Linked DNA regions of Sus scrofa: region 2 is linked to region 1. A link is a contact called in public HiChIP or PLAC-seq data. All regions are on one chromosome and are shown on one strand. Each heading gives the region's core, a stretch centred on a gene start, on an enhancer-like site or on the middle of the called end of the contact. The rest is flanking DNA. Distances are from core to core; before and after follow the strand shown.

Region 1 (2,700 bases), core at 136-2,635:
TTCAGTGGGGAGAGACTCAAACTACTATGGCTTCGTTGGTTAAGGGTGCCAAAGTCATGCTCCAACCCAATCTGCAGGGAGAAGAGATGTCAGGATTCCGCTGGTGGGGCCTGTTCAAAGTGGAGAAGGAAAGTTTACAATATATTGAGAGTTCCCACTGTGGCTCAGCAGAAACAAACCTGACTAGTATCCATGAGGATGCGGGTTCCATCCCTGGCCTCGATCAGTGGGTTAAGGGTCTGGCATTTGCCGCGAGCTATGGTGTAGGTCACAGATGTAGCTCAGATCTGGCGTTGCTGTGGCTGTGGCATAGGCCTGCAGCTGTAGCTCCAATTTGACACCTAGTCTGAGAATTTCCATATGCCATAGGAGTGGCCCTAAAATATATTTTATATATATTTTTTAATAGATATATTTACTTTAAAATTACATATAATAATATATAATTATATATAATTTACATATAATTTATATATTAATATTACATTATTAATATATTATATATATATATATATAATTTGTGTGGCTTTCACACTGGATGTACAGTTGGTATGGATACTTTCCATGCCTGTATTGTAAATGTTTATAGACATTTGTGACCAAGAGAAGCCACATGTAGAGAATGCTAGTCCCCTTGGGGCCCCACAGCCCTAATGACCCCTTTGAGCTGCAAGTCTCTATCAGTAATGATTTTACCACTTAGATAGAGTCTCTGGGCCTGGTTCACTAATCTGAAACCTAATGGTCTTCACTGGTCTGCTGTGCCTTTCAACCCCAGTGAGAACTGTGAAGGACCAACAAAGGGCAGAGTCACTCTATTCAGGGGGCAGATTTCAAGGTTATTCTCATGTCTCTGGCCAGAACTCCTCTGGATAAATCTGTTATAGTTTTACTGATTCTTGGACTATTGCCAATAGCCTGCCTGTTTGGTTGCCACTTGGAAAACTGCAGACTGGAAGATTAAAGACAGCACCTTTTGAGTCTGAAAACTATGGAAGCAAATCACAGCTGCTGAGTGGATGATTCAGGTAATTCACATAGATGCCCAGGAAAGAGTCCATTCTTCATTGAGAATGACTGAAATCAAGCTTCAGATTGAGCCAGACCCGCGCAGATTGCCACCATCACTGCCTGGATCCATCACTGTTCCAGATATACACCCACCTTTAGACTGGGCACAAAGTAAAGCAGTTTGTGTTTCTGCGGGAGAGGCTACCACCACGTGCCAAACTTGTGACTCCTGCTACAAGCTGACCCATCTGGCTCATGGCCAGGGAGGACACATCACACACAGGGCATGGTCCCATGCTCCTGACATCCTGACTACACTGTCCCCTCTCAGAGTGGCTCATCCCACTGTTGACATATTTTCCATTTATGGAATTGCTATTACACACCAATCAGTCAGCTCCATCACGAGAGTATGGCCCATGAAATTAATCTGAGTCAAGTGCTGTGCTGTCTGGACCATTTTCAGTCTGACAGTGGTGTGCCTTATAGCACAAAGGTTACTCAACAGTGAGCTGTTAGCCAAGGCATTCAATGAACTTTTCCTGTTCCCAACCATCCACAGTCATCTGCTATTACCAAGCTTTGGAATAGCCTTCTCAAAAACCATCTACCTGGAAAACAAAAAACAAAAAACAAGAAAAACCCGTCTACCTGGACCTAGAAATTATCATGCTAAGTGAAGTTAGCCAACATCATATGCTATCACTTACATGTGGAATCTAGAAAAAGGACACGATGAACTTCTTTGCATAATAAACACTGACTCACAGACTTTGAAAAACTTATAGTTTCCAAAGGAGACAGGTTGGGGGTGGGGGGAGGGGCCTGAGGTTTGAGATGGAAATGCTACAAAATTGGGTTGTAATGATCACAATTACAACTATAAATGTAATAAAATTCATTGAGGAAAAAAAAATCTACCTTCCTCACCAGCTCCTGGCTCACAAGTCTTAGTAAACCAGTTTTGTCACTGGATGCCACTGTTCCCCAAAAGTAATTGTCCCATCCTGCGTAATAATTAGAATGGGAGGAGTTGGAATTATATATACTTGTTCTGAAAATTCGAGACTCTGCCGTGACCACTCTTTAACATGATAAGTTGCCTTTTTCTTCCCCCCTCTAGATTTTAAGTTCCCTGAGTGGAAAGTCTACACCTTATCTTGAGTAATGTTTGATGCACTGCGAGTGTTCACAAATAACATAATTAATCTTCTAAGCCAAGAAGATTTCATTTAGGAAATCAGTTTATTTGTTCTGTTTTATTTTTCTTTTCAATTAAATTAAATCTGGGCATTCAACGGTATAAGATTCAAATCATCAAAAACCATCCTACAGCTGTACTAAGAAGACCCATATTTTATTACCCTCTGAGAAAAAAAAGCTCCTCAAGGACACCAAGCACTACATTGTGAATATTAAAAGTTAACTATTTAAAAGGTATATCAGCATTAAATAATTCTCAGTAATTTTCTCTTAGTAATTTAATTTTATCATAAGGAATGCGCCTGGTGGTTCACTAAGATAATCAACAGCTATTAAGATGATCGTCTTGCCTATAATTACATTTAAAATGAAAAATTTTTAGGAAGCAGAGCATTATGCATTCTGCTAGGTTTTCTTATTCACACCCCTACTATGTAAATTTCCCCAATACCATCTTTGTAGATACTTGGATTTGAGTAAAATTTA
Region 2 (2,700 bases), core at 186-2,685, 300 kb after region 1:
CTGTGCTATTGAGTACGTTAAGTATGCTTAAATCTTTCAGTGCTGCAACTCAGACATGCTTCAGTATTCTGCTACTAAGTATGTCAAACTACTTTTCATGAACATCTTTTGCCCTAGATTGTACTTTGCAGATCTTAAAATTGCAAAATATAATTCCTGTTTCTGACAACCATCCATATACAACTTTCACTACAAAGGATAGTTTTATCTCCTCTAAGTTAGTCAAATATTTTCCTGAACCTTATATTTTCTTGAGTATTTCCTCCAGGCCTTCCTTATTTTACTCTGGGGTCTTTAATATAGATATTGTCCATTTCATTTAAATATTTTCTTTCTTCCAATGTAGATATAATATATACTGGATGTTTCCAGTAGAGCAAGCACAATTTTTTTTTTTTAAAGCACTAGTGTTAAGTGGGTTGTATAAAATAGCCTGACACAATGGAGTTTTTGTTTGAACCTGGAGATGTTTGAGAGTATACAGATTAGGTAACTAACCGAGTTAGTCTAGATAAGGTATTTAAAAAGCAAAGCACATCTAAAAAATATTCGTCATTCCATTTGATGAACTTAATATAACAAAAGAAAGTTGTCGCATCAGAGGCCTCATTCCTGTCTAGGCCCATGGTGTTCAAAGGGGGTGTGGTGGGAAGAATGAATGACAACAATCAGGGTAGTCTCCGTCTGTCCAGTATTCGGGTAAGGGGTCTCGAGTCAAAAGAACCTAGAATATGTGATATCCACTAAAATTCTTTCACCATTTCTGCTGCTGGGGCAGCCGCACAGGACACTTCTCCAGGGTAAGAGAAACATCAAAAGAAAGGGACGTCAACGTTATGGCGCTGCACAGGAGAGCTGCCAGTGTGTGCCCTGATGTTGAACTTGGGGCTTTTAGTCACTGAAAACGCTTTATTTACACATCACTTAAATCACACAATTCGGCAAGGCGGGAGGTTTGGGTCTCCATTTAACATTAGAGGAAACTGAGCATCGAAAAGCCCAGGTCGGGTGGCCGAACAGAGAAAGGCAACCGTTCAGGCCTACTTCACAGCCTGAGTTTTTCGCCATTGAACTCAGAACCACAGGGACGTCCCGAGGGAAGGGGGACAGGGGTCACTACCCCCAGCGCCACGCCGGAAAAACCTGCGACCCCTTCTTTTCCGAGAAAGCGGGGCGGGAGGTGGGGGCTGCCGGAAGAGGCCCGGAGACGCGCCTCCCGCGGGGGCGTCCACCACAATACCTTGGCCACGGCTTCTGCCACAGCTGTAGCCTTCCTCCTCACATTCCAAGGCTCCGCGAGGCTGTCTGCCGTGCGCGCCGTGAGTTCCAGGCCCCGCAAGGCTCCCGCACCGTCTCTAGCCGCCCGCTGACTGCTACGATCACATTCGAAATTCTCCGCCGCGCTCACCCATTGGCTGGCTAGCTTGGGTCACGTGACACTCTGGAGCCGGCAGAACCCCGCCCCGCCCGGCGGCCTCGCGCGAAACACTGCTGCTGAGAACCCACATCCGGGCACCCGCCCCCCCTTCCGGGAGGGCGGAGCCAGTTGTCAGGCAGAGTCAACCCGTCGGCTCAGTTCGCCTCCGCCTCCGAGTTGTTGGCTTTTTGGGGTGGAGCCTCTCCGACACCTTTAAGGACGGGTGTTTTAGGGCGTTCAAAGCTTCCTGTTTCTTTAGTCGTACTGCAGCCGGTCTTCGAGGTGGTGTGCAAGGGCTCCCTCTTGTGAGAAAAATGTTCCTAGTTGTCAGCCTGCAGCCCGGAGGCAGCTAAAGGGATATTCAAACCAAAATAGGGACCCGTTTTTGGATTAAAGGAATTTTATTAGCGAAGTTGCAGATATTTGAAATATTCAGCTCCAGCTGCTTTCTCTTTGCCCAACTACCTTTGTTTCTTTAACCCTCAGGAAGTGGCACCACCCGTCCAGTTACCTGCCCAGAAGCCCGGGGAATTTTCCTTATTGATTATTCTCCCTTAGCTTTTCCACGTCCAGTTACCCAGTCCTGTCAATTCTACTTTCTAAGTATTTTCAGGTCCACACCCCACTATTTTCCATGCTCTAGACAACTACCTAATCCTTTTCTATTAACTGTACCAGTGCCTGTTCTGATGGCAGGCTCGGTTAGCTTGTGTTGTCAGAGTGATTTCCCTAAAGTGCTGGCTCTGACTTTAAAACAAAATTTAAGCTGTAAAAATTCTTCATGTTTCTGTGACCTTATCGCTAACATGCTAATATTAGTGTTTGGGTTGTAGCCAATGAGCTCCAAACAAGTATAATGATTCTACTAATCAAAAAAAGTAGAAGTTTCTGGTAACCAGTCGCAACAACAGCGAAAATGGACTCCCTCATTCAGGCTTTATGAACTGAGCTGTAACTGCTGAGCGAAGAGTTTCTAATCACTTCTAGTTAGAGGTCTCCTGATTCGCAGTTTGTTTCTTAGTAAAACATTCACATCAAGTGACTTTCTCTGAATTTTCTTTTGAAAATGCTCTGTGGGTCTCCTGGAATTCTGTGGGCAGGTTCCATATCAGTCGGTACCTCTCTAATTGGAGATATAGGGGTGCTGAAAGCCCTGAGAGGCTTTTCCGGTTTCTTTTGAACCAGAACTTGCTTTGGACATAGCATGGCAATGGTGTTCTATGAAATATGAATACCTGAGGAATGCTACTGTTTTCTATTTTCTAACCACTTTAAAAATGATG

The links. HiChIP or PLAC-seq counts read pairs in DNA pulled down with a chosen protein or histone mark.
Region 2: an H3K27ac HiChIP or PLAC-seq map of alveolar macrophages shows a contact between it and region 1. The contact joins the promoter of SGO1 here to the enhancer-like site in region 1. A contact is called at or near these places in 2 of 5 promoter capture datasets (fetal liver and liver), 20 of 47 Hi-C or Micro-C datasets (adipose tissue, alveolar macrophages, brain and 13 more) and 2 of 2 datasets of contacts at active chromatin or transcription factors (alveolar macrophages and skeletal muscle).

The regions. Positions count from the first base shown.
Region 1 is chr13:6,849,091-6,851,790 of Sscrofa11.1, forward strand. The region is part of intron 9 of EFHB (EF-hand domain-containing family member B); the gene reads right to left. Among named protein-coding and RNA genes, the nearest start is that of EFHB, 48 kb to the right of the region's middle. Within about 2 kb of position 1,386, at least 7 of the 83 cell types and tissues checked have an H3K27ac peak or open chromatin away from gene starts, as enhancers often do. A contact at or near this core is called in alveolar macrophages, embryonic fibroblasts and fetal liver, where this site is marked.
Region 2 is chr13:7,151,767-7,154,466 of Sscrofa11.1, forward strand. SGO1 (shugoshin 1) reads right to left here and starts at 1,436. Exons shown (of 8, transcript XM_003132070.4): 1 at 1,241-1,436.